Regions from separate parts of the Mus musculus genome. Here regions 2, 3, 4, 5 and 6 are each linked to region 1. The links are chromatin contacts, called in public Hi-C, HiChIP or PLAC-seq and promoter capture Hi-C maps. All regions are on one chromosome and are shown on one strand. The core of a region is the stretch at or near the end of the contact, and the rest is flanking DNA. Distances in the headings are between cores, read along the strand shown. Region 1 holds the start of Ybx1 (Y box protein 1). Region 2 holds the start of Ipo13 (importin 13). Region 3 holds the start of Ctps (cytidine 5'-triphosphate synthase). Region 4 holds the start of Scmh1 (sex comb on midleg homolog 1). Region 5 holds the start of Kdm4a (lysine (K)-specific demethylase 4A). Region 6 overlaps Gm36574 (a long non-coding RNA gene).

The links. Promoter capture Hi-C pulls out the DNA fragments that hold promoters and counts their contacts. Hi-C and Micro-C count contacts between places; a contact is called where the count stands out from the background. HiChIP or PLAC-seq counts read pairs in DNA pulled down with a chosen protein or histone mark. Capture Hi-C pulls out chosen DNA fragments and counts their contacts.
Region 2: a Hi-C map of B cells shows a contact between it and region 1, with 7 read pairs. The contact joins the promoter of Ipo13 here to the promoter of Ybx1 in region 1. A contact is called at or near these places in 2 of 484 Hi-C or Micro-C datasets (B cells and CD4 T cells) and 1 of 115 datasets of contacts at active chromatin or transcription factors (astrocytes).
Region 3: a contact with region 1 is called in an H3K4me3 HiChIP or PLAC-seq map of embryonic stem cells, with 7 read pairs. The contact joins the promoter of Ctps here to the promoter of Ybx1 in region 1. A contact is called at or near these places in 6 of 39 promoter capture datasets (the 3T3-L1 cell line, the C10 cell line, hippocampal neurons and 2 more), 1 of 484 Hi-C or Micro-C datasets (CD4 T cells) and 3 of 115 datasets of contacts at active chromatin or transcription factors (astrocytes, embryonic stem cells and microglia).
Region 4: a promoter capture Hi-C map of adipose tissue shows a contact between it and region 1, with 3 times the contacts expected there. The contact joins the promoter of Scmh1 here to the promoter of Ybx1 in region 1. A contact is called at or near these places in 4 of 39 promoter capture datasets (the 3T3-L1 cell line, 3T3-L1-derived adipocytes, liver and 1 more), 1 of 484 Hi-C or Micro-C datasets (B cells), 1 of 115 datasets of contacts at active chromatin or transcription factors (astrocytes) and 1 of 9 other capture datasets (adipose tissue).
Region 5: a contact with region 1 is called in a promoter capture Hi-C map of hippocampal neurons, with 2.7 times the contacts expected there. The contact joins the promoter of Kdm4a here to the promoter of Ybx1 in region 1.
Region 6: a promoter capture Hi-C map of hippocampal neurons shows a contact between it and region 1, with 2.8 times the contacts expected there. The contact joins the enhancer-like site here to the promoter of Ybx1 in region 1. A contact is called at or near these places in 5 of 39 promoter capture datasets (the 3T3-L1 cell line, hippocampal neurons, liver and 1 more) and 5 of 115 datasets of contacts at active chromatin or transcription factors (the NIH/3T3 cell line, astrocytes, embryonic forebrain and 2 more).

What each region holds. Positions count from the first base shown.
Region 1 is chr4:119,291,954-119,296,449 of GRCm38.p6, forward strand. It overlaps Ybx1 (Y box protein 1), which reads right to left and starts at 2,560. Exons shown (of 8, transcript NM_011732.2): 1 at 2,251-2,560; 2 at 1,789-1,852. The coding sequence starts at 2,410.
Region 2 is chr4:117,912,738-117,917,233 of GRCm38.p6, forward strand. Ipo13 (importin 13) reads right to left here and starts at 2,262. Exons shown (of 20, transcript NM_146152.3): 1 at 1,551-2,262. The coding sequence starts at 1,634.
Region 3 is chr4:120,568,481-120,572,976 of GRCm38.p6, forward strand. It overlaps Ctps (cytidine 5'-triphosphate synthase), which reads right to left and starts at 1,796. Exons shown (of 19, transcript NM_016748.2): 1 at 1,671-1,796.
Region 4 is chr4:120,402,635-120,407,130 of GRCm38.p6, forward strand. It overlaps Scmh1 (sex comb on midleg homolog 1), which reads left to right and starts at 2,714. Exons shown (of 18, transcript NM_001379185.1): 1 at 2,714-2,822.
Region 5 is chr4:118,177,982-118,182,477 of GRCm38.p6, forward strand. It overlaps Kdm4a (lysine (K)-specific demethylase 4A), which reads right to left and starts at 2,062. Exons shown (of 22, transcript NM_001161823.1): 1 at 1,912-2,062.
Region 6 is chr4:120,367,310-120,371,805 of GRCm38.p6, forward strand. The region is part of intron 3 of Gm36574 (a long non-coding RNA gene); the gene reads right to left. Among named protein-coding and RNA genes, the nearest start is that of Gm36574, 28 kb to the right of the region's middle. Within about 2 kb of position 2,007, at least 88 of the 459 cell types and tissues checked have an H3K27ac peak or open chromatin away from gene starts, as enhancers often do. A contact at or near this core is called in the NIH/3T3 cell line, astrocytes and hippocampal neurons, where this site is marked.

The sequences.
Region 1 (4,496 bases), core at 1,310-3,809:
ATACTTTTCCTAACTAGGACAAACCTTTAGCTCACAGGAACCAGAATTTACAGTGTATCTCATTTAAAAACCACAGCATTAACATAATGGCCTGCTTAGAAACAAAGCACAGTTTAAGCAGTTAAATAGTAATTGAGGTTAAGGCAGTCTAACAAAGAGTCATCAAAAGCCAATTTACATTTAACTTGTCCGGAAGGATGATCAACAAAGTTGATGGTAAGTGCTGTAACCTACATAATGTACAATGTAAAACTGAGGTATACACATCTTAGATAGACACTACTTCAAAAAAATGTGACAAGCCCAGACAAATATTAAAATGTATTAAACACATACAAAAACCACAATTTGCCTAACTGGAAGGGCTGCTAAGGAGGGCTAGCTAGTTATAATGGACTGAGGGTTAAAATTGTCCTCTGGAAGGTGAGAGCAGACTATTCTCCGCATCACCTGGGACCATCAGGATGAACATTTTAACCCAACCAGGAATAAGGACCACTTTAAAAGCCACCAGGACGTCAACCCCACAAGCACCAAAGCCTTACATTTTTTTTTCTTTGCTCACTAGTAACCCGGGGGGGGGGGGGGGGGGGAAGGAACCCAGGACACATGGTCAGAAAGGCAAACTGCCCGTGACAGGAGAAATCCTAGAGTCTGGAAAAACAAAATGTTTCCCTCTAATTGCAACTGTAGAGAACAGTCCATTAAGTGATTGTAATCGCTTTTGCTTGAGTGTTTCCACGACTGTGTGGGGTTCATCAGTGAATGTTTTTCATCACTCCGTTATTTTAAAAGCCTATAGCTGCCCATTCACGAGCACTGTGCCACTCTGTAGCGCTCTCTTCACCATCTACTTATTTAACGCCTTCTAAGCGAGCATGTAAGAGAAAATGCTGAAATGGCGCCAAGTATCACAGCTGTACGGCCAGGATTGCTGCTGGCACTCGCGGGGCTCTACACCCATGCAACTGCACTAGCCTTGGCAGCCATCTTGAAAAAGATGCCGGGCTCACAAGGGAGCCCAGAGTGCAGGCAGCGCCTGCACTTACCACCGCCGTCTACAAACCCTTCTCTGGATCTATGAAGGTATAGTTTACAACTCTAAGCCAAATACAACGAAGGCTAAGTTCCCAAGGACTTATGGCCACTCCAGCAAGCTATAACAAAAATTGATTTGATCAGCATGATTCCCTGACAAGGAAGTAAGAGAAATAAAAAATGAGGAAGAACCATTTCCTTTCAGATACGTTACTCGTCGTTTGGACAAATAAGAAGAGCCCTCTTTGGCTACAGAAGGTCTATAGGAAAAATGTGCTCGAGGTACTAAATGGACTGAATATTCGAGTAGTCTAAACAAAGGCAACATAACCTTACAGTACAGATAACATCTCAGGCAACTGACATGTCAAATCCCGTTCCCCGAGAGGTTAACAAGGTGAAAGATCACCTGTATGTTAATTAGCGGGTCACATTCTTACATAGCAATTTCAAAGCAGAAAGGGATGTCAAGGTTAAAAGCGTGCTTAGCCTGGAGTTGCCTCAGTTTGATGCAAGGTAACTGTTAAGGCATGGCTCATGCGACGCGCCTGCCTTGACCTGCTTTGTGCCAAAGCTTTTTGAGGCTAGCTCAAGATCGGTACTTAACAGCAACACAAAGCGAGTCTACAGACCCGCTAATCCCGTCACCCAAGGAAGAAACACAGGGTCCCAATCCCCCACCCTGTCATGCCCGCGGTGGCTCTGGCCCATGCAGGAGGCGGACGCGAGCTTTCCACCCCGGCATCTCACCTGTTGATGAAACCGTATCCGTTCCTTACATTGAACCATTTGACTGTTCCCAAAACCTTCGTTGCTGGAAAACAAAGCACAACAACGTCCAATCACCGGCTGGCCCTGGAAGTCGGTCCAGGATCTAGCCGCAGGCCCGGGCCGCCGCCCTCGCCGCACACGTGGGTGCGCCGGGTAGCGCGGGTCCGAGGTGGGTGTGCGCCCGGGAGGCGAGCACGTGAGGGCCGGGGAAGCAGCCCGCGCTCCTCCGGCTGCGTAGGCGGCGGGGCGGGGACCCCAGCACGAGGCCCCGGGGCGGGTGGGCGCGGGGGAGGGGCGGCGGCGGCCGGAGCAGCGGCGGGATCCCGGTGTGCGCGCGCCGCGGGCCTCGGGGGGGAGGGGCGGCCGCGTAGTCCGTGGCTCGGGCCGCGTCGCCTAACGGTCCGGCCCGCGGCCCCATCCCCGGTCCCTTCTGGCGCTCACCGATGACCTTCTTGTCCCCGCCGGCGGGCGCCGCCGATGTGAGGCCACCCGGGCCGCCACTACCCGCGCCGCTGCCCGTGGAGCCGGGCTTGGTGTCGGCGGCGCTGAGGGCGGCGGCGGGGGCGGCGGGCGGCTGCTGGGTCTCGGCCTCGCTGCTCATGGTTGCGGTGATGGTGACTGGGGCCGGCGGCGACGGCTGCGGCTCCTCCCGGGTGTGATGGTGACTAGGCCGGCGGCGGCGGTGGGGCTCTCAGGGCTCTCTGGGGTCCGCTCTCCGCTCCCGCTACCGATCGAACTAGCGAGAATGGCGGGACGGGCGGGATAAGCCCCGCGATAGACCCGCCCTCGTCCTCCCCCATTGGTCCGCATCGTTGTCCATCTCACCACCTGACCGGGTCTCTAGCGCCTATTGGCTCACGCTCCGCGGCTCCTGCGCTCTCATTGGTATCTTTAGCGACTAATTCGCCCGACCCACAGCTTCTCAGGCCTCCGCCGCCATAGAGACCGGAACTAGAATGAGAGCCTCGGCCGTGAGCACCATAGAGTACCGGGAGGACGCGCAGAGGGAACGTTCCCAGATGGGGCTGCGCTCGTCGCGCACGTGGGCCGCGATCGCCGGGCCTACTCCGGCCTCCTAGAAGGGGCTCCTTCCCACGGCTGGGTGAACGCCGGGGCCTCCTTAATGGGTCAGGCTTTTGGTGATCCAGTCACCTTGGAGGGACCACGCAGGCGCTGGAGCTGCCACGACTCAGCGTGTTCAGGGCGGGGGTGATCGTTTCCCCCGGCGTCCGAGGAAATGTATTTCATACTGGCCACAAATCAGATTTAATTTCGCCTCACATTTATTGGATGTTAGGGTTTTTGACTTTATAAACTAAGCACTGTAGACAAGGATTGCTATCCTTGTTTTTATACACTGTAAAACACACGCTGCCTTCTTTCTGAAGCCCTCCGCCTACCTTCATTCATTCTTTATTACGCATCTACTATTGACTGGGGATTGAAGTAGTTTGCCAGTTAGTTTCTGCTTTCTGATGGTGGAATTTTAAACGCCCACCACTTCTTGGTTGGGTGAGCACAGCGTTTGGGGAGTGGGAGCAGGAAGAGTTGGGTGGTGACATTTCAGGCAAAGGTAGGTTTGTGCAAAGGCCTAGAAAAGATAGGGTCTCACGGAGACTGCAAATAAAGGAAACCAATCGAAGTAGGAATCAGAGGTGGGCAGAGGTGTTTTTAACCTGAGATTCTTCCCCTGATCACCGGTGAGCAGTGTAGCTTTCGCGGTGTAAGTAAGGAGTAGCATCGTTAAAGAAAGAAAAGGCTGCTGCTTGGAGAAGGGGCTGCAGAGAGAGAAGGGATGGGAGTGGGGGAAACAAGAGGACCTGAGATGGCTCTGTGTGTAAAGGCACTTGGCCAAACCTGAGTTCTTGCCTTCAGCTCCACATAATGGAAAGAGAAAGATAGCCTCTTCCTGTAAGCTGTAGCTTGACCTCCCCACGAGCACTGTGGCATACTCCTAGCTCCCAGTAAATAAAAGCATGAACTAGAAATACAAAAAGAACGCTAAATCCGACGGGCTGTGGTGGCGCTCGCCTTTAATTCCAGCACTTGGCAGGCAGAGGCAGGCGGATTTCTGAGTTCGAGGCCAGGCTAGTCTGCAAAGTGAGTTCAGGGACAGCCAGGAGAAACCCTGTCTCATTCCCCCCCCCACCACCACCACCACCACCAAGACCAGGGCTGGAGAGATGGCTCTGTGGAGATGGCTCTGTGGCTCTGTGGTTAGATCACTTGCAGTCCTGATGTTAAGACTGGAGTTTAGATACCCAGAATAAATGCTGAGTGGGCATGGCAGCCCTCTCTTGGGATTTCAGCCTGGATCCCCAGAACAAGCTCGCCTGCAATACTACTATCATCCAGCCTTGGGTTTGATTGAGAGACTGCCTCCATGAATAAGGTGGAATAGCAAAGGGAAACAATTCTGGACATCAGCCTTGGGCGTCCACACACACGCACACACACACATGAATGTGCGTGTGCACACCATATACAAGAAATGTGGAAAGAAAAAAAATTTTTTTTCCGAGACAGGGTTTCTCTGTGCAGCCCTGGCTGTCCTGGAACTCAGTCTGTAGACCAGGCTGGCCTTAAACTCAGAAATCCGCCTGCCTCTGCCTCCCAAGTGCTGGGATGAAAGGCCTGCGCCACCATGCCCAGCTGAAAGGAATAAACGTTAACTGCTGTGGAGAGAT
Region 2 (4,496 bases), core at 1,012-3,511, 1.4 Mb before region 1:
GACTCTCCACAGGAAAGCAGAAAAGGCCGGGGCTGGGCTCGTCCCACAGGGAGGTATGTAAGGGCAAGGCCTAGGAGGAGGGAATGACTCCACGGGGAATAAATGTAAGCTCCAGACAAGTACAGAACAGCCTGAAGGAGCCTGGCTCTTTAGATACAGCTCCTCCCATTGATTCCAACAAGCAAACTCCATCTGCTCCCCCAGGATCATCCCGAGGTCACTCCAGAGGCTGGCACTAAAGCCAGTATGAAATCTGAGAAGGACTGCTTCAGGCCAGGTAGCTCTGGAACGGATACACTGGAAGGGAGGGTGGGAACATACATCTTCAGAGAGTACAAGTAAGTCTCCAATCAGATGATGCAGAGAGGCCTTGGCCAGAAGCAGCCTAAGCAAGTGCCTACCCGGGAGCTGTCAGCAGCAGAATCCCCAAGGCCCAACTCCATTGGGACTTCATGCAGAGAGAAAACAATGGCTCATCTCCCTGGCAGCACATGAAACCAACCATGTGCCACCATGCCAACACTGTCCAGCCCCAAGGGCCAGCCAGGTTCCCTAAATGGACTCCATCCAACTAGGATTAACCAAATCTGTACCCTCCCGCCCCCTGAAAGCCAGTTATGGCTACTGTCCCTTGTACAGCCAGCCACTCAAGGAAGCAAAAGGAGACAAGAGACCGAACAAGAAGATATGTGTTCTCAACATTTGTTAGGTAAACAAGCCTCAAGAACAACAAATGTTTTTCTATGACTGCCCCTTGCTATCCAGTAGGATACCCCTACCTCTCGGATCATCCTTGGGAGTATTGGGGGTGGGGCGGGTGCATTCCTGCATTCCAGGCTGCTGGGAGAAGAATAGAATAGAAAAAGATGGCCTGGGCAATGGAGAAGTCTGGAAGGAGGCCATGGCAGAAAGCCATGTGGGCAGGTAAGGAAGGAAGGGCCCTGTAAAGTTGCCAGCAGAGCCAAGCCCCTTGGACCCAGCACAAAACAAGAGAGCCAGGCACACTCCTGCCTGTCCAGGACCGGTTTGACTTCCATCCAATAAGGAAAAGACCCTTTCTGAAGATAAATGAACATATAACTCAGACGGGTTTAGCTCCAGATATCTTTGTGAGCCTTTGACTGAAAAAAAGTGAGTCGGGTCCAGGATCATTCAGCATCCGTGTGGTTTCTAACGTGGGGGTGGGGGTGGCTGAGTGGCAGGTCTTGTGAGTTTCTGGTTCCCTCCAGAACTCCGCCTGCTTTTCTCCTGGATCTGGGCAGGAGCCGATTTGGTTATAAGTCTAAACCCTTCAGCACCCTACAGGGAACAACCTAAGATCCTAGAGTATCTATCCGAAAGGGGACCTGTGTCTACAGAAAGCCCAAAATAGCCCATTAGGCACTGCAACACTGCTGTCCAAGCCGGCTGCCCAAGAGAGATGGTAAATACCAGGTGCTCTGGGGGCATCATCCCAGCGGGCACTGAGCCCGCGTCTGAGCTTTGGCATTAGTGTCAGTCCCCAGAACTTCTGCTCTGTCACTGGAGTGCCCACCCCAAGGCCCTCATACCTTCTCCACGTTCTCCACAGTGAAGTCCAAGGCTGGTGCTGCTCCAGCCCCTGCAGCCCCCAGCTGCTCCTCCCGCCGCTCCATCTTTGCTCCCTGCCTGGCAGGGAGGTGGACCCTGATCTCTTTCTTGCCCCAGCCCTTTGGCTGTCGGCCCCCTGCTAGACCCCGGCTTGAGTACCCGGGAGGTGGTGGGATGAGGGGATGCCCAGGGCGGGCATGGCTGCCGAGGCCTGCCCACCTCGTTTGGAGGGGGAGTGGGTTGCAGAGGTCAAAAGATGTGCTCTTCGGAAAGGGACCCGCTAAGGCGGCTCCCAGAAGGGAGGCGTCCGTGAGGTACTCCCAGACAAGGGTCCTAGTGGGAGGTCACAGCTCTGTCCCTTGAATCAAAAGTCATAGGGGAGGGAGGCCTATAGGGGAAACAGAGGCCCTGGCCCGTGAGGGGTCACAGAATCAACGGCCTGTACCCATAACACCCCAGTCTGGACGAGCTTCTAGATGCTATGAGGTCAGGGGGGCTGGGAGATCACCCGGGAGAGAGCCCTTCGCGAGATACGGAGACGTCCAAGGAAGCACGGGATTGCAGTTTCGTGAGTCTGGGGCAGAGTCGGTAGAGTTGGGGGACTGAGATAGGTCCCCTCCGTTCGCCTGGCCCGCGATCTGTTCGCCTCCCGGCGTTGGCCCCGCTACGGTCGCTGCCTCCGCCCCAGTGACTGACAGACAGGCCGGCCCGGCCGGGACGGGGCGGGGACCTCAGCAAGACTCGGGCTGTCCCGAGCGCCTGTCGCCAGTACCACCAACTTAGGCCCCCACCCACGCTTGTCCTGGCCCGGCACGGCCAAGCACATCGAGACACGGCACGGCGGAACTACGCGGAAACTCATTCCGGGTCTTTGGCCCTGTCCTCGTGCTAGCTCGCGCGCCCCCGAACAGGCGACGGAACGGCACACCGCCAGGGGCCCCTGCCTGAAGCAAGGACCCGCCTCTATGCACCCTGGGAAATGTAGTTTTCGTCGGACCGGAAGGTGGCTCCTGAGGAGGGAGGCTTGGAGCACGTGGGTTGGGGGTCCTATGGAACCCTATCCTATTCTCGGCTTAGGGCAGAGGACCATCTTGCTCAGTCACATTGCCTAGGAGTGCAACTCTTGCGAAGACGTGATTCATGGGGCCTTTGGGTGGAGTTGGAAGCCAAGAATGGAGGGGAGAGGGTCACGTTTGGTCGGCGCTCAGGCACAGGGAACTGGTTGTGTTGGTGACCATCAGCACCCGCTAAAGAAGAGGAAAGATAGGAGTTACTTGGTGCCCCACAATTAAAAAAAAAAAAAAAAGCACTGTGGATCTGCTCGGGAGCAACCGGGAAATCATATTATTCTGCGCGCGCGCGTGTATGTGTGTGTGAAACGAGGAGGAGAAGGGAAATCGTTAAGGTTTTCATTATGTTTCAAGTAAGAATAGCTCATGGCTTTACCTTAGGTTTTGTTCTCTCTCTATTCTGCTGTGGCGGGTTGGTTTGTTTTGAGATGGAGTCTCTTGCCTTGGGGTGGGGAGTGTACCTCTTTAATCCCAGCACTCCCGGGATTACAGGAGTGTGCCACCAAGATGGGTGTCTGAAGTGCTGTGCCTCCCGCGCACCCTGTCAACTGAACCACATCCTCCACCTTCTTTGTTTTCAAGCGGGGATCTCACTATGTAGCCCGGGCTTGAGTGGGTATTTTTATTCATTGTCTTCAGCTAAAATGGGGAAATTGAGGTTGGAGGAAGGCAAGCCCTGCTCCCAGCAGGCACTTCCTCTCCATGCTCAACTTTTTCTTTCCTTGACTCCTGTCAGCAGGAAAGGAAATGATTTCAAACAGAAGGATCTTTCTTTTTCTTTTCTTTTCTTTTTTTCCAAGACAGGGTTTCTCTGTGAGGCCCTGGCTATCTTGAAACTCTGTAGACCAGGCTGGCTTCCAGCTCACCGAAACCCACTTGTGTCTGCTTCCAAAGTGCTAGAATTAAAGTTATGTACCACCATGCCCAGCCTAAAACTTTTTTTTTTTAGATAAATTATATTAAGCTCAATTTGGGCTTACTATATGGCTTCTCTCTCCTTATTGACTAAACTCTTCCCAACACAGCCTTCTAGCAGTAGCAAAGTTGGGTAAGAATAAGAAGGGCTGGCATACCGTCAGGAGGAGCAGCAATTTTGTAAACCTGGGGAGGAAACAGATTAAGACAAGAGCTGGAGTCACTATACAGGGCTTTACATGTGTCCCACCACACCAGGTGACACTTGTGCTCTAAGGGAGGAAGCTGGCTCTGGAAGTAGCTGCTGAGGCCAGAGAAGGTCGAAGAAACTTGACAAGATCTTGACGAATCCTCAAAGCCTGGGAAGGAGAAGGACTCACTTGGCTGCTAGAGGAAGTCCATCCATCACAATGAGTCAGCAAATCGTTGTCCAAAAGGAAAAAAAGAAAATGTTTTAAGCGTTTTAAAGAAGCCAATTGGATCCCTGTGAGTTTGAGGCCAGCCTGGTCTACAGAGTGAAGTCCAGGACAGCCAGGGCTACACAGAGAAACCCTGTCTCGGAAAAAAAAAAAAAAAAAAAAAGCACCAGCTGCTCTTCCAGAGACCTGGGTTCAATTCCCAGCACTCACAAGGTGGTTCACAACCGTTTTAGGGTTTCTATTGGTGTAACAAAACACCATGACCAAATTTGGCAGGAAAGGGTTTATTCATCTTACAATCCCATATTATAGTCCATCTCTGGAGAAGCCAGGACAGGAACTCAAGCATGGCCAGCCAGTCTGCATACCAGATGCTATCCTCAGAGATCTTTGGCCAGCCAAGTCGTGCGCAGAGAAGAGCAGCAGAGGGCTCAGCTAGCAAGCAGAGGTTCAGGGACGAAGCTGCTAGTGGTGAAAGCCTTGGGAGAGCGTTCTCTTCCCAGGAATTGTTACAGCTCTTGTG
Region 3 (4,496 bases), core at 546-3,045, 1.3 Mb after region 1:
TACATATGGAATTCCTATCTCAAAAGAGGGGAAGGTGACTTTATGGGCAGAAAAAAAAAAAAAATCAAAAGAAATGATGACTAGTCTTTAACCCAAGACCTTCAGGAGTGTTTAGTATGCTTATGCAGACTGTGAACCCCAAAAGGGTAGACAATATCCTTGAGAGAAAAACTGTATCACCTCATAATTATATGGTTCCTTCTTATTAATGCATTTATCAAACTTGGCTATATTTTAGTATTTTAGATAAGTCCAAACCTGGCATCCTGGCATTTCTTACTAAGACTACAGCCTAGACTCACTGAGTCAATTTCTGATGTTCCTACAGATTCCTCAGTTCAGAACAGGTTGTCACGGGATCACCTCATCTTGTCCCAACTTTATTCAGATCTCTCTGTGTGTATGTGCGTGTGTGTTTCTGAGAGAGAGAGAGATTGAGACTCAGACAGACAGACAGACAGACAGACAGACACTAAGATTCTGGCAGTCTCCCAGAGTGACTGGCAAAAAAATATTCCAAAAGCCACAAAGAGCCAGTTGGAGAGGACCCATTCCCTAACGTTTACAAACTACCTATTATGGGAGAGCTACTCACATGCTGGGGGTACCACAAACTTAAGTCAAATGTGGGTCCAACTTAAGTATCTCCGGGAGAGATGACCTGGACTGAGGGAGGATCCAGGAGCTCCTTTTGAAAACCTGCCTTGTAATGGGCCCGTAAGGCTGACTGACTGAAATGAGCTAGGAATCAGGCAAAGCATGAACAAGCAGGTGAGCCCACAGGATGCACCAAGAAAAAAAGATTAGGGCAAAGGGATGGCCAGGGGCCAGTCCATGGGCAAAGTTGAATGTCCACGCTGCACTTTTTTTTCTGAAGATGACAAGACACAAAAGGTTTTTCAAGTACAGGAGCTATAATATAGAGCAAGGGGCACCAGATAAATTCACGAATGAAAAATGTGAAAGCTTTTGTTAAAAAAAAAAAAAAATGAAGTTGGTGAAAATCAGGCTCAGGATCCACCGCAGATGTGCTGAAATCTAAATCTAGCCCCGAAGTGCCTGATGCCCGGGTTCGCACCGCCGTAAAAAGTGGGACGAGAACCACAGCAGCACCCACCCGCGTCACCCGGCTGCTGAGGATTTAAAATAATGAGTGTGGACGTAAGGCAGCCACGCTGACGTAGTGGCCTCAAGAACGCCAGCATCTTCGCGCTGGGCTGGAAAGAGAGACAGCAGCTGGGTAGCCTGGGCCGTGAGGCCCAGCGAACCTACAAGCCCCTTCCTCCCGCGCGCCGGGCAGCGCCGGGAGGAGCTCAAGGCCGCCAGTCGGGCCCCATCACAGGCTGGGGCTCTGGGAGACCCCTCCGCGGCGGCACACCGCGCTCTCTACCTCACCAAGCCCGGCTGCCCGCGTCGCCGGACTCGGCCCCTTTCCTTAGCCGGGCCACGCGGCCCGCGCGCGGGAGCCGGCAGCTCGCGTTCCGGGACTGCCCGCCCCACTCCCGTTAGAGATGCAGCCCATTGGGCAGAACGCCGGGCCAGCTCTCCCCTGATTGGTGAGAAGAGACGTTTATCGCCCCGGCGGCGTGGCCGTCCGCGCCGGGCTCTGTCGGCGCCACAGGCTCTTGCACCCGGGAGCCGTTCCACCGGGATCCCTGAAGTCTGCCTACCTGAGGCCGGCTTCGGAGTCTCGTGTCAGCCACAGCAAGGCCGGCGCGCGCGTGGTGAGCCTCGGGCAGCCAGTGCTCGGCCGGGCCGCATGCGCCAGCCGTCTTTCTGAGAGGCGGGCTCTAGGCGGTGCGCACGCAGAGGGCGGGGAGAGGCGGGCCCAGGGGAGGGTGGGGCTAGGGCGCGCATGCGCGGGACGTCTCGCCGCAGCTTGTTGAGTGGCTACTGCGGGTGGGTCTCGGGAGTTGTGGGTTCTGTGGGCTTCCTCGCCCGAGGTCTAGAGGATGCTGGTGACTCGCATCTAACCGGAACCCTGAGGGCCTTTGCCTGGTCCCGCAATAGCCGGTGGACACTCTCACCTCCCATCCGCCTTCCCTCAGGCTGCGGGCCAAATCATCTCGTGCTCTCGCCCCGCACCGCCGCCTTCTCCCGGTGCCTGCTTGTCTCCCTCTTAGGCCGGGCCGCTTGGCTTCACGTCCTAGCCAGCTGCCTTTCCACACAACGCACCCTGACGGTGCCTGCATTAGAACAACTGTCGCGAGCCTACTTCCATCCGGCACTAAATGTAGAGAGGCAAACGAGCCCACTTCTAACAAGTCATGGGGATTTTCACAGACGATTGGGACTTGGGGAGTTAGTGTACAGCGGGTTCTGAACACGTAGCAGAAACGTTTACTGGCAAGGAAGGGAGGGAGGAATAGAAAATGAGGCAGAAGAAAAAGTCTGTGTGCACATTCCAGGCGAGGTCCAGAAGAGCCTTGCAGAGTGAACAGTGCAGGCTGGAGAGGTTGGAAGGGCAGCTCTATGCAGAGCGTTGTAGGCAAAAGATTTACAGCACCCAAGGTGATGATTTTGTCTTTTGAATACTACATAAACCCATGTGAGTTTTTAATACCCTCCACCCTGCAAAAACTACACAAAGGTTTCCTTAGGAAGTACCTTGTACCTTGAACTCCATCCAGGAGGCTTGTTTCCTTCCATTAGGAGTAATTTATTGCTTTTTTTTTTCTTCTGTCTTTGCTGAAAGAGTTAAAGAAAAGGTATGCCTCCCATGACCATACTGGTTTTTTTCAGGAAAATGACTCAAACAAGTAGAATTCCAAGAAACCACTTAGGAGAATTCTACAGGGGCTTCTCTCGGAGACTTCCGGATTCTTTCAGATCCCAACCAACAGCATGCTCTGAGTCTGCCCAAATACCCAAACTGCTCTGCTCCAAGAAGCTTCCATAAGAGGTACAAAACTGAACTCCTCCCCCAGTCGCTCTTCTGGGGGACCCCTTCACTCCCCTCCACTCTCCCATATTCTCTTTGATGGTCTTGCTTTCCATTTCACCAAGAAAATGCAAGCCAACAAGAGAACTTCTGTCTACCAGCCTGCTTTCATGTGTGCGAGCAGCATGGTCTTTCATCTTGGTACTTCAGACAAGTGGCTGCAGTGGAGAGGGCAGCCCCCCTCTTCTCACTGCTTCAGGTGCCATACAACTCACCGATGCCTGGGATGTCTCCCCTCCACATCACCAGTTTTCTCCTTCTACTACCCCAGTGCAGAGTGTTACATGGTTCTCCCATGTTTGCCCAGGGCCCTTGTTTGTCTACAGCCATCTCTGCTTCACCTCCCAGTCTGTCACTTTTCAGCAAAACTCGAGGAAAATGTTGGCACTGACTATCTCTGGGTTTTGTTTTCCACCCTTTTCCTTGTACGAGTTCTAGTCAGCCATTGTTCATGTTCCTGTTAACTAAATATTTTTATGTGTTTTGGTCATGAGCCAATGTCGTTAAAGCCTGAACTATGTCCAGCCCAGTTTATGTTCTGTAATTCCACCAAAAATGTTTTGATCAAAAATCAAGTTCATGTTCCCAAACCTTATCTCTGAACATAGGGTACAGATTCTAATTCCATACCTGTTCTCAGACCCTAAAGGAAGACAATATGTGCATGATGTGAATGCATTTATGCATACTTAAACTACTTGTTTTCCTAACCTTAGACTCAGTCTTCCTGTAAGCTTCTATGTGCAGCCATAGTCCCAAAACACAGCCCCCTGAACTGACATCCTCTGTGGCATCTTATGTCCCCGCTGGTCATTCCCTCCCTAAAATGGTCTTCTCCTGGCTTCTTGGAAACCATATTCATTTTTTTCCCTGAGTTATAGGCCTCCTGCATCTGCCTAGATCCTCTTCTTGACCTGTAAATAGTGTTCTGCCTTGGGCCTTATTTTAAAAGTCTCCACTTAAATCATCTTCTAAATAATCATGTTCAAAATGACAACTCTGGAATTGATATCCCTAGCCTGGACTTGTTCTGAACTTCATGAGTAATTCCCCTCCTAGCACAGTACTTAGTCAGCTAGGCATCTTGTCCTCCATCTCCACCTGCCTCTCTGGGATGCCTTTCATCATCAACTGCTCCTCAGAGAATGGGGTCAAGGCAAACTTTCTAAAAAGGGCAGGTCACCCATACTCGATGCTACACAAGCAACTGAGCTCTGTCTTCATAGCACAGAAGTTGAAACAGTTAATACATCATGAAGTAAGTATGGTTTTTCCGAAGAAAACTGTGTTTCGCTGGGAGATGGTGGCACGAGCCTTTAATCCCAGCACTCGGGAGGCAGAGGCAGGCAGATTTCTGAGTTCGAGGCCAGCCTGGTCTACAGAGTGAGTTCCAGGACAGCCAGGGCTACACAGAGAAACCCTGTCTCAAAACAAACAAACAAAAAAAACCAAAACAAACCAAACAAAAACAACAAAAATGAAATAAAGCTGGAGGAACATATGAGGAAGACATTCTAATGTCATTCTCGGGCCTCTTAACCTTAACATGTCCCAT
Region 4 (4,496 bases), core at 1,464-3,963, 1.1 Mb after region 1:
GGTTGTACCAGTTTGCAATCCCACCAGCAATGGAGGAATGTTCCTCTTTCTCCACATCCTTGCTAGCATCTGCTGTCACCTGAGTTTTTGATCTTAGCCATTCTGACTGGTGTGAGATGGAATCTGAGTTGTTTTGATTTGCATTTTCCTGATGACTAAGGATGTTGAACATTTCTTTAGGTGCTTCTCAGCCATTCGATTTTCCTCAGTTGAGAATTCTGTTTAGCCCTGTTCCCCATTTTTAAATAGGGTTCTTTGGTTCTCTGGAGTCTAACTTCTTGAGTTCCTTGTATATATTGGATATTAGCCCTCTATGTAGGATTGGTAAAGATCTTTTCCCAACCTATTGGTTGCTGTTTTGACCTATTGTGGTTTGCCTTACAGAAGTCTTGCAATCTTCTTTTTGTTTGTTTGTTTTTTGTTTTGTTTTGTTTTTTTGTTTTTTGAGACAGGGTTTCTCTGTGTAGCCCTGGCTGTCCTGGAACTCACTCTGTAGACCAGGCTGGCCTCGAACACAGAGATCTACCTGCCTCTGCTTCCCAAGTGCTGAGTTTAAGGCATGCCACCATCGCCTGGCAAGCCTTGCAATCTTATGAGGTCCCATTTTCAATTCTTGATCTTAGAGCATAAATATTGGTGTTCAGGAATGTTTCCCCTGTGCCCATGTGTTCGAGGTTCTTCCCCACTTTCTCTTCTATTAGATCCAGGGTATCTGGTTTTCTGTAGAGGTCCTTGATCCACTTGGACTTGAACTTTGTACAGGGAGAAGGAAGGTCCATCCAGAGACTGCCCCACTTGGGAATCTATCCCGTATACAGTTGCCAAACCCAGACGCTATTGCAGATGCTAGAAAGTGCTTGCTGACTGGAGCCTGATATGGCTGTCTCCTGAGACGCTCTGCCAAAGCCTGACAGATACAGAGGCAGATGCTTGCAGCCAACTATTGGACTGAGCATGGGGTCCCCAATGAAGGAATTGGAGAAGGGACTGAAGGAACTGAGGGGGTTTGTAGCCCTATGGGGGGAGCAACAGTGTCAACTGGCCAGACCCCTCCCCCCCCAGCTCCCGGGGACTGGATCACCAACCAAAGAGTATACAGGGAGGGACCCATGGCTCCGGCCATATATGTGGCAGAGGATAGCCTCGTTGGACATCAGTGGGAGGAGCGGCCCTTGGGCCTTAGGGGTTTGATCCCTCAGTGTCGTGGAATGTCAAGGAGGGAAGGCATTGAGTGTGTGGGTGGGTGGGGGAGCACCCTCATAGAGGCTGGGGGAGCAGGGATAGGATAGGGGGTTTTTGGAGGGGAGACCTGGAAAGGGGATAACGTTTGAAATGTAATAAGGAAAATATCCAATAGAAGAGAGAGAGGAAAAAAAATTGAAGTTCTAGTGTAGATGTGCAAGGATCTGCCGTGCTTTGGCTTCCCTTCATTCTCTAACATTAACAGCATCACCACCAGATTCCCAGAGCCTCTCAGACTCTTGATAGCCATCCCTGCCACACCTTTGCTCTCAGTCTCTCCTCATCCTGAGAAGCCTTTCTTTGCAGCTTCCTCTAGGAACCAGATTGAATGAGCTTCGGGCTAAGTAAGGGCTGCTTTCCCGGAACTCTCTGGTTCTGGTGTGAGTTCCATAGCTGTGATAAAGACCCCTACCAAAAGCAACCTGGGAGAGGAAATGGTTTATTTGGCTTACACTTCCACAACATTGTTCATCTCTGAGGGAGGTGAGAACAGCAACAGGGAGACAGGAAATGAAGCTAGGCTATGGAGCAACATCCTTTATTGGCCTCTCTTTATACCACCTAGGACCACCTCTGCCCAGGGGTAGCACCTCCCACATCAATCATTAGACAAGAAAATGCCCACCCAGACTTTGCCTATAGGCCATTCTGATGGAGACTGTTATGCAACTGAGATTCCACCTTCTGAGATAAGAGTAGATTTGTTTCAGGCTGATAAAAATCAACCAGCATTTCCCTTAACACCTGACCTCCAGGCAAGAGCACAGCCAGTAAAATTGTGTGATCTTGGAGACGTAGCTCTCCCCCCCACCCCCATGAACTTCAGTTTCCGCGGGCTAAAACATAACGTTCTTGAGACACAATTGTGTGTGGGGTGGGGTAGCATCATTGGAAGGACCCTAGCCACTGTAGTACCTAGCACGCTAACATTCAAAGCCTACTACGGGGCAAAAGTGAAGGCCTGCTTTTGTTAGTCTTGTTGCACCTTTTGGGGCGCACTGGTTTTCTCCTCATAGTAGTTTTCCTCCCGCCTGCGCATTGGAAAGACTAAAGGTGCGAAGGAACTCTTTTAAGATTACTCCACAGCCGGCCACCAGCTGGGTGGGGGCTGAGGGCCGACGGGATTCGAACCTGGGACCTCAGAGGACGTCATTCACTTGTCTGGGAGACGCGAGCAATCCAGTGGGTCGCGGCTTTTTTTTTTTTTTTTTTTTTTTTTTTTTTTTTTTTAGGGCTGGCGGTCGCGAGGCGGGGGGAAGGCGCGAGGGGTCGCCCCTTCCCGCCGCCCCGCGCGCGCGCGCGAGAGAACCCAACGGCCGCGGCGCGCGCCACCTCGCGGCAGGAGTCTCTGGCGGGCGGGGCTGGGCAGCTCTCGCCCCCGCCCCCCGCCCCTCGGCCGCCGCCGCCGCCGCCGCCGCCGCCTCGGTGGAGCCCCCCGCCTCCCGCCGCCGCCTCAGCCGAGCCGCTCTCCAGAGCCGTCGCCCGCCCCTGCCGGCGTCCTCGCTCGCTCCCTGCGCAGCGGAAACATGGCGGCTGGATGGGAGTGAGCCGCCCGCGCCCCGCGCCGCTGTCGCCCTCAGGTAAGCGCCTCACTGCCACCCCCGGCCCGGTCCGGGCCCCTCAAGGCCCGCCTTACGGCCACGGGCTGGAGCGAGTCCCCGCCCGGTGACCCTGGTGTCTGTGTCCGCGGCCCTCCGGCGGCCGTGTCAACCCGGCCAGAACCCCGGCGGCCTGCGCCGCATCTGCTCGGGCCCAGTGTCCGGCGGCGGCCTGACGCGTCGGGGTCGGTCGGGGGCGCGGCGCGCGAGTCCCCGCACAGGGCCCCTTCCGAGCGGGGAGCAGGGCTTGGGGCGGAACCGGGAAGCCTGGCTCGGGCCCAGTGCGGGGGCTCTTTCGGGCTGCTGGGACGCGTCGCCAGAGAGATTCGCCTGGGTCCCAGCAGCGGAGCACCGGGGGTCGTGAACACAGTGGGCTTGGAGCTTTCTTCAGGGGTCCCGGGGCTGGGGGCGGGGTGGGGGAGACTCACTTGTGTCACCTGCCTGGAGCCGGGCAAACACCCGGCGGCTACAGAAGGTTTCGAACCTGAGACAGGGAACGGCGGACAACCTTAGAGCACAGCAGGGGAAGGAGTTCCCTAGTAGATAGGTGAACCCCAAAACATACCCCAAAGCGAAGAGATCTGAGAGTCATCCAGGCTCCCCCTACTCTTATCCTATTCGGGAAGGAAGTTATCTTTAAAAATTCCAAATAATACCCTAATAATTTGGCGAACCTTTTAGGACGGCTCTCCGTCCTAGTCCTAATAACCTTTCTAAAGTAAGGCCGTCCAGTCTGGTCCTGGATGGATTTGGTTATAGGTAGAAAGGAACGGCTGTCTCTCGTCTTTCTGCTTCGTTTCCTCTTGGGCAGCTGTTAAGAGTGAAGATAGTAATCGTGTCCCCTGAGTCTTATTTTGGCTAACTCCCAATTCCTTTAGTCTTTTTCTTTACTCTGGTCTTTGATCCGCTCCTTTGATGAGCACTGGTTTGCCCATATTGCCCCCACAGAAGAGCTTCTTGTGAGCAGAGAGACCAAGCTCAATCATTTCTAAGGGAAGAGCTTTGACCCTAAAGGACTGACCTTAAATAAAAAGTACTCTCCCTTCCTCATTTTCGTACTGCGTTGAACTTAGCGGGTGGGGGTAGGGAGGGGAGAGGGAAAAGCTGTATAGTAGTAGCATGTGTTCCCCCAAGCTAAAAGAGATCATCCTGTTTTGTGGTTTCTCTTCCTTTGAAAAATTGAACACTTCATCAAGTGAGCTAATGTATATCAAAAGATTGTACAGTGTAATATATCATGCAGATAAAAGAGCTTATTATTTTTGCTCTAAAAAGGACTGAGACCTAGATTGGTGCCAAACTGCAATTTAATATTTGCTTGGAGAGAGAACTGCCTTATGACAATGAACTCTGCTTTTTTTCCCTGCCAGCAGAAGGCCTCAACTTGCTGTGAAAAAAACACTTTCTGTTGCTCATTAAAAAAGCATTCCTTTTTTTTCCTTTTTTTTTTTTTAAAGTTTAATTCTTAGCCTTGGTGGTACGTAGGGTTAAAGTACTTAAAACGGATCTTTTATTAGTTTTTTAGACCTTTGCCTAAGCATCCCTGCAAACAAGTAATTTCTTAAGCCCATTAGGGAAGTGATGGCTTTGTAGATAAAATGCTAAGATCTGTGGCTGGGACCTCATTCAAGATCTGAGCAAAGTTTCACTGTTTTT
Region 5 (4,496 bases), core at 812-3,311, 1.1 Mb before region 1:
TACACCTGGTCAAGGGGAATAATGTGGTGGTGGTAACACTCCTTTAATCCCAGTACTCAGGAGGCAGAGGCAGGTCAACCTGGTTTACAGAATGAGTTCTAGGACAGCCAGAGCTTCTAAAAAGCTTCCTATGGGCTGTTTTCTGGAGCACGGCATCACAAGATTCTAAACCACTGAGAAGTCACTTAGCTGCAGACTCTAAGGCTTCAGGGGGTTCAAGTTTTAAAAGTACTTTGATAGTAACAGTATGTTAGGAGTTTAAAACACTGAAGGGAAACTCTTCTATCTAAATCAAAATGGTTTCAGCAGTACTCAATGAACTCCGATGGCTCAACTGCACTGAAAGCAGGCAATGAGCTGGCAATACAGGGCACACTCCCCAACTGCCGGGAGAAAATACATAGACATTTTTGGATGAGGTCCTCAAGTAAGTGGGCAGAGCCTAAACCCAGTGTTGGTAATACAACAGATCGCCACAATCGCCACAACCAGAAAAAGACAATGCATGCTAAAAAGGAGCCAGTTTAGAAGCAAAACTGGTATGTCCTTCACTGGACCTCCTCACTCACAGCCCAGGAGTTCTGTTTCCTCAAAGCCACTGGCAGTCCTACTCACTATACAGGAGAAAGCTGCCTACAACCTGCCCACAACCTAGCATGGGTTTTGGGAAGCAGCATGGAGGCAAACTCCAGGGCATTAAACAGAAACCCTGTCATGGTAACTCTTGGGTTTCCATTCCACTCCAAGGGAGGGATTTCTGGCTAGGCATTTTTCATTAACTTTGCATAAAAGATATACTGTTATCCCTGCTTTACATACCAGGAAATGTATCCAAAGTGCCCCCTCTAAAGCATCTTCTACCACTTTCTGCTACCTCAGCTCTAATACTTACATGAACTAAGACTTCTCTGAAAGTGTGGAGGAACTTGAAGCCTATTCAATTTAGGAGACTTTTCCTTTTAAAAGGAAATTTTCAATATATTCTACTTTTGAAATTTTTACAAAAAGGTATCATAAATATCAGACTGGGGCTCCTCCCCTGGGCTTCAAAGGTGGTCACAATGTTGCTTCATCTGCCTCTAGCTCTGTTTATCTTTGTGTGTCCAGAAGCTAGAACAATGCTCGCCACAAAGTAGGCACTCAGTAACTGCTGAATAACTCATATCCTCTGCTCACTTTAGCGGATCATCCCATTACTTTAACTCTAGGGTTCCATTCCCGCGATCTATTCCCTTGGGGAAATCTGGTCTGGGGCACCTTCCCGTCCGCCTTCAGCAACAAAGCAAAGAGTACCGGGAGCTAAACCTTCGGCTCTAGAGTGAAAACTCTGAATACCGGTCTGATCTCTGTCACTTTTTAACACCTTGGCTGTGTGAATGGACTGGATGAGTCTCAGTTTCTCCACCTGCAAAATGGGGACCCCAAACCCCTGCCTTGATGGATCGTATGATTAACTTAGATGATGCAAGCGAGCCCTAAACGCTAGGCCCGGTAAGCACTCCATAAAGGCAGCTGTTGCTAACAGTGACCTGAAACTCCCGCACTCTCCGCCCCCGCAGCCACCCCCGCGGCATCCCTCCAAAGGCAGCCCGGTTCCCAGTGTCCCCACACACCACTTACAGACACTGCCCCTCCCGGCCCCACCGCCTAGGCGAGGGAGGCCCGGCCGCAGGAAGAAGAAAATAAGGCCCAGTGGGCCCGCCCCCCTCTCCCGACGCCCATTGGCCACTAGAGATTGGAAAGAACCAATCGCAAAACTTATTTTAGAAGCTCCTTTCTCTATTGCTCAAACCCCATGTCGATCACAGAGCACAGAAAGACCCACCTCACCACCCTCCCCCACTGGAGCTCACGGCCAAGGGTTTTGGCAGCATCAACCCCTTGGGGAATCCAAAACCCGATGGCTCTCACCTGGAGCCTAAAGCCCTAGCAGGGCTCAGGCCCGATTGCTGTTGTCGCCACTCGCCGATCCCACTGTCTTTCTTGAGGGCGAAAGACAGAGCTCCGCCTCCTTTAAAGTCTGACTCTGCGCAGCCTCACAGAGCCCATAGTCAACCAACCCAAGAATGGCTTTAGGTCCTCAGCTAACCAATGAACACTCACTACACCGACTCGGCGTCTGGAACTACGAGTCCGCTTAGCCTATGAGCGTCGTCTCGAGCTGTTGCCAGGAGAAAACGCTGAGCCTCCGGGGACTGGGGCCACTGAGCATCAGGGCTGGATCCAGAGTTAGCCTATCAGAGGCTGACTCAGATCTCCATAGTTAAGCTGGGTAGAAAGAAGCGAATACCCTGAAATGGGCTAGCCGGTTATGGGGAAGGGCGAGCAGGTGGTTATAGGATGTTTCTAGCGAAAGGATAAGCCTAATTTTCTTGGAGTAACTCCTTTGCCTAAGATATAAAGGCGATGGAAGACCTCCGGGAAAGTTTCTAAAGTCAAGGAGTTCAGAGAACGTGACCAGCATGTCCAAGTTTGCCCAGTACTCTCAGTTTGACTCTCTTCTCTAAGAAGCCCCTCGCCTGCTGGCAAGGCGGGTTAGGTAAAGATCTGCTCCAGGAGAAGGAGCCCTGGGGGGTCATTAGGACAGATCCTGAAGGAAGATATCCCTGAGGCTTTTTAAAAGCGGCTCCCCTTGAGCGAAAATTTGGGGTCATTAGCAGCTCTTGGAGCGAACAGGGTGATTCTAAGAATCATTAAAGGCACTTCAGGGGGCCGAACAGGATCCCTAGAAGTCATTAGGAGCAGTTCCTGAGAGGCTGTGAGCAGCCTTAAGGAGTTCCCAGATTGTCAAGGACGATGAAGAAAGAGAGGTTAACACCCTTATAAGTCAAATAAGGAGGAGAACTCACTAGGGCATAAAACATGAGCAAAATTCCCGATAGCACCGGGAAGAAGAGTTGTATTGTGTTTGAACTGCTTTCAAAACCAACCCTTCGGTACAGAGAGATGACTGAGAGGAAAGGCACAAGTCTTATGATCTGAGGTAAGCTGTTGAAGGAGAGAATCAATACAAGTTCACAAGATGTCCTCTGACTTTAGTGGATTGCAGTGTCACCGCCGCCACAAACACACTAAATAAATAGGTTAAAAAAAAAAAAAGTAAGCTGGGCGGTGGTGGCACATGCCTTTAATCCTAGCACTTGGGAGGCAGAGGCAGGCAGATTTCTGAGTTTGAGGCCAGCCTGGTCTACAAAGTGAGTTCCAGGACAGCCAGAGCTATACAGAGAAACCCGGTCTCAAAAAATACCAAAAAAAAAAAAAAAAAAAAGTTTTTAAACAACTTCTCGTCCATGCCTGGATTTTTCAAGGGGAACAAATTCAGGAGAGTTGAGATGGATGGCAAGAGTTTACCAATGTTAACTAAAAGGAGATACTTCATAGAATGCTATGGGTTAAATATCTAGGCACATATCTGATGAAAAGGGTGCTTTAAAAAAAATGAGAGGCCAGCCTGGAATAGGTAGTTCCAGGATAACCAGAGTTACATAGTAAGACTCTTTCTTAAGAGGGAGAGATGCAGCCGGGCATGGTGGTGCACGCCTTTAATCCCAGCACTCAGGAGGCAGAGGCAGGCAGATTTCTGAGTTTGAGGCCAGCCTGGTCTACAAAGTGAGTTCCAGGACAGCCAGGGCTATACAGAGAAACCCTGTCTCTATATATAAGAGGGAGAGATACAGAGATAGATATGTGGGCATCATGGCACAAGCCTACCAATCTTAGCCCTTGAGGGGTAGAGGCAAGAAAATCAGAAGTTCATAGCTGGGCATGGTGGCACGTCTTTAATTACAGATCTTGGGAGACAGAGACAGGTGGATCTCTGTGAGCTTGAGGCCACCCTGGTCTACATAAGGAGTTTCAGGACAGCCAGGGGTACATTTTAGAACTTGTCTCAAAACAAAACAAAAAAAGTTGTTCAAGGACATCCTGGGCTACATAGCAAATTCCAAGCCAGCATGGACAACATAAAACCCCAACTCCAAAAGAAGGAAGAAGAGAAGGAGAAGGGACATTAACTATCGTGTGTATATGTGTGATATTTATATTGATCATATATTATGATAGATAGATCGATAGATCGATAGATTTTTCAAGGTAAGGGTTTTCTGTGTAGCTCTGGTTGTCCTAGAACTTCCTCTGTAGATCAGGGTAGCCTCTCAAACTTACCAAGATCCCAGAGAGACACCTGCCTCTGCCTCCCGATTCCTGGCACTCCCAATATTTTAATTGATAATATTCATTTTTTCTAATTCTTAAAATTATATCTATTTTGGGTGGACCTGATGGTGCAATGCCTTTAATTCCAGCACTCAGGAGGCAGAGGCAGAGGCAGGTGAACGTCTGTGACTTCAAGGCCAGCCTGGTCTAAGGAGTAAGTTCCAAACCAGGCAGGAATAATGGTGAGACTCTCCAAAATAATAATATGTTCATATATTTGTTGAAGGGCAGTGCATATTCATACAAAGACCAGAGGACAATTTTCGAGATTCAGTCCTTCT
Region 6 (4,496 bases), core at 757-3,256, 1.1 Mb after region 1:
TCAAAGATTTGCTTCAAAGCCAACCAAGGTACTATGTGATCACACGTAAGCAAGTCCCTGGGTTTGTGTGAGCCTCAGTTTCCCCACTTGACTGTTACCTAATCTGAGAATGGAATCAGACATAAATTTGATTATAATTTAGAATCTGTGAAGAGTGAGTTGCCACAATCAGTTAGCTATCTTGGCCCACGCCCTGTTATGCCTCCCTGGCTCTTGTGTTCTACAGGGACAAGAGTGGTCTATGGAACACTCACAGTTGCACAATGTGGTCCTCTGAGACTCATCTTCAGAGAGCACAGAAGTTCATCTGTGGTTGACAGCAAGCTATGAGTTACTCTACAGAGAGGACAGTAGAGTAGCTAGCACATGGCTGACTGAAGAGAAGCGGCTACTCTTTCCTTTCCCCTCACATCTTTTTCCTCTAGCACTGTTCTCTGAATTTCTTCAGTGGCAACTGTTTCCTTCCTTAGGGTTTGATTTTGGAAGAATCCCAAGGTCAGAGGGTCAGAGGGTTAGCAATGGAACCAAAGAGGGACACCTGCAGGGACACAGAGGGGAGGGCTTCTTTCCTGTTGGCCCATGCAAGCCTTACATGGCTTCCTCTGCAGAGGTAGGTTTGCATCTCCCTAAATAGGTGGTCATTGTGGAAGTTCAGAGAGGAGGACTCTGGCTTCTGCGGCAGCCTGTCATCTGTGCCAAGCCAGATGTCATAAACAGGATGACACAGCACCTATTCCACACCCCCATCCCTCTTAAGTGAGTGAAGCAGAGCCCTGCCTGCCTTCTGCTGCTTGCTGATGGACATAGGGGAGTTTCAAGGACAACTCAGAAGGTTCAAACTAGACAGTGACCTTGGCAGTATCTAGCCCAACTCCCTCCTTCCGCACTCTCCCTTATCTATAAGGAGAAGAAAGCCAGAGGGAGCAAGCACCACCCAAAGTCTCCTGACCCTCACCCCGTGTCCTAAAACTGCCCTGAGACACAGCTCTGCCTAAGAGGAGCTAACAACTCCTCTCCTAGGATTTCCTGAGAATAGCTACAGCTGTGAAGGAAAGAGAGTAAGCCTAAGAAGAGATGTAGGGTGGAGGGAAGGCTGCCAGCTAAGAGAAATGGACAAATCAAGGGATGCTACCCCACACTTTGAGCTCAAGGCCCTCCCTGCTATGGAGCCCTTCCTCAGCAGAGGCCAGCTAGACAGCCACTGTGTCTTTGGCTCCCCAGGTGACCAGGCAAGCACATCTGTCTTCAGCATCTTCATCTATGAGCGAGAATAAGTACTGTCTCATATCTATCCCAAGACATTCACCTTGCCTGTAAGGGCTATAGCCCACAGCAGAACCTGATAGCCATAGTGACAGAGGTGCTCTGTGCCACCAACTCCCTCAGGGCCCAGGGCAGGTGCAGAAAGGGTCTCTAGCTTAGGGTTTTTGCCTCAGTCTCCCATTAGATCCACTCTCTGGATCATCTTTGCCCCTCCATTTCCCCCAAATCTTCTAGCCTCCTTTAGCAGTTGCTCATGGGAGACTGAGCCTAGGAAGGTGCGCCACCTAGGGGCCCTTGGCTTCCACTGTAGCATGAAGGTACAAGGAAGGAAGTAGCAGGCAGGGTTGGCTCCATCTGACTTCTGGGCAGTTAAGAAAATTCAAAACGGGGAAAGTGGAAAATCAGACAGCAACAACACGACATAATCCAGACCAGATCTCAGGCCTTCTGATCTAGCAAGCTCTTCTTTTTGTCTCCGTGTTCCAAGGACATCTGGGTAGAGGGACATTCACCCATTAAAGTAAGAGTAAACGATACTCTTTGGTGGCACAGAAGTCCTTTTAAATCACTGGGAAATGTTCTCTGCTTGTTTCCATGAAGATTTGGAGTGGACTGGAGTAAGCTGTGGGTGGGAAAGGCCTGATGGAAACCGCAGGGGACAAACCAGGGCCTGGCTTCATCAAGGACTTGGCTGTGTGACTCCAGTTGCTGACCAGGAGAAAGTTCCAGAAAAGTAGCAAAGTGGGATCAACTTCCTTCTGTGTTCTGAATAAAATTTGAAAGCAAGCATGTGACTCACTTTCAAGCAACCACTGGGGCCATCTGCCCCTCCCCCACCAGTCTAGGACAAGAGCCAAAGTTCTTGCCTCCCTCCCTCCCCTTCCCTCCTCTCCCCTCCCTGACCTTTATCTTTCCCACCCCCATCCTCCCTTCCCACCCACTGTCCCTCATCTATACCCCCAACTGCTACCGGCCACCTCACCACTCTTCTGGACCCTAGGGGTAGTTTTTGCTTTGGCCTCTGCCTGCAGTACCTTCTGTGCAACCCTCCCTCCGATTGCCTTCAGGGTTTTAATTAAATGTCACCTTCTGGAGAGAGGTCTTCCCTACCTGAAGCTCAGCACCTGCCCGGCTTTCTCAGCCTTAGCATTGTTCTGAATGTACTTTTGTCTCCGTCCTGCCTGCATTCAGTCTGCCCGTTGCTGAGTTCTGAGCACAGAGTAACTCTCATTAAGTGTGTGGATGACTATTCAAGTAGTCATTCTAAAAAGAAAGTAAAAACAGAACGCTGACCTACCCCACAGACTGCCCTTGGAAACTCAGAAAACAGTTAACATGCAAATGCTTCATTTGAGAAACCCCTGCCTTTGAGCATTCACTGGTCCCTTGGGCACTAGGAGACAAGGGAAGGCATGGCAGTGCCCCTCACCCCTGTAGATAATGAAGTGGAAGCATCGCCCGCAGGCTCAAGGGCTGGAGGGGGGCCCACAGCTGGTCCGGGTATTGCTAAGAGCCCAGTCTGTAGGCTCAGCCGCTGCAGAGCCATCTCCTTCCCACGCTGCAGCTTCTGTGGAGTGGGGGACCTGGAAGCACTTACGCCAAAGCACTCTGCTGAAGTATTGTTCTTCGCATAAGCACAGCACTTAAGTGGCCACCCAGTCGGCTTTCAGAGGGCCATCTCAGGGGACAGACAGAGCCTTTCCTAACATGCGTGAAAGCTTATTAGGCACCAACTCTATGGCAGGCTAAGAGACCAGTCCGGGGCTGAGGAGACCAGCTGCTCAAAGCACCAGGGCTGGCTTCCCAGAGCAGAATCTGTCCTCCTGGGGGAGCTGAGGGCAGTGGGTGGACTTGGAGAGAAGTGGGGAGGTGTGGGCAGGGCAGCACTTGGGCCAGGTATAGAGAGTCTAGGACTGAATCCCAGCTTCTCAGGCAAGTGAACTCTATCTCCACTGGCCAATTTTGAGGGGCTAATTTTACCCTTCTCACGCACTGTCCTCTATGGACTAGTCTCTGATGCAGCTCCCAGCAAACTATGTTAGCATGTGTGCCCCAGGGGAGTTTTGCTTCCAGGGGACATTTGGCAATGTCTGGAGACAGCTTTGGTTGCCACCTCTGGAGGATGTGACTATCCAGAGATAGCAAATGCCAGAGATGCTAAACATCTCTTATGCTGCACAGCATCCCTCAAGGATTACCTCGCCTGAAATGTCAGTTGTGACAAAGTAGAAAAGCCCACCAGACCAAGTCCTAGAGAAGCAGGATATGTGCACATGCTGGAGTCTCCTTTACACACACACAGCGCCCAGGGTGTTGCCTGGAATTATATCCTTGAGTGCTTACTGATGGATGTGGACCAAAGCAGAAAGCCTCAGGGTCCACCTTGCTCTGGGCCTGTGATTTAAAACCCTCTGGTTTTATCCATCAGAGCGCACAGAACCTTCTCATTGACAGGCTGACAGATCTGGGGTTGGAGGTCAGAAGTGTCCTCAGGAAAGGAGGACTCAGGTCCTGCTTGTATGTGTTTCCATTTCTCCCTGAAGTTTCCAGCCCCTGCTATGCCTTTATACACCCCCTCTCAGATGTCTTGGAATTGGCCTGACATAACTGTGAGCTTAGTTCTCCACACACACCCTCTTTGAAGAGCCTTAGTGAGTCACTTTATTCTCCCTTCTCATCTGTAAACTGGCGCCATGATACCTGACCTGCCCCAAAAGCTTGTGAGCCCACACTGAGGGCTGGACTGGCATGGACAAGACTCTATCCTAAGCAGGACAAGTTGGGTACTTCAGGTTGGAGAGTTCTGATTGCAAGGGCCTGGCTAGACGGAGCAGCTTATGGGGCAACTCTGATTACCACGACCTGGTCAGGCCAGAACCACTAAAGATACCCCAGACACAGGGCCCAACCAAGTCAGCAGCAGGTAACCCTGATCTAAGACCCAGGCAGATGCTCAAGGTCTCTGAGTGGGGCAGCACTTGGCATATTCACTCACTCTTCTTCCTGTTGTGAACACTTGTGGCACATGTCATATTCACTGTTGTCCCCAGCAGAGCCCGACCAGATCTGCATCCTGTCCTAATGTCCTCACAGTCTTACTTGACACTTGGGCCAGCCCCTCTTGGAGGAGATACATTTCTAAAGGAACTGAGGAACATGGAGGTAAGGCATCACGAGATTGAAGCCTTCCTACTTAGCAACCCTCCCCCTCCTTCAAGAGTTCTAGGCGAGGG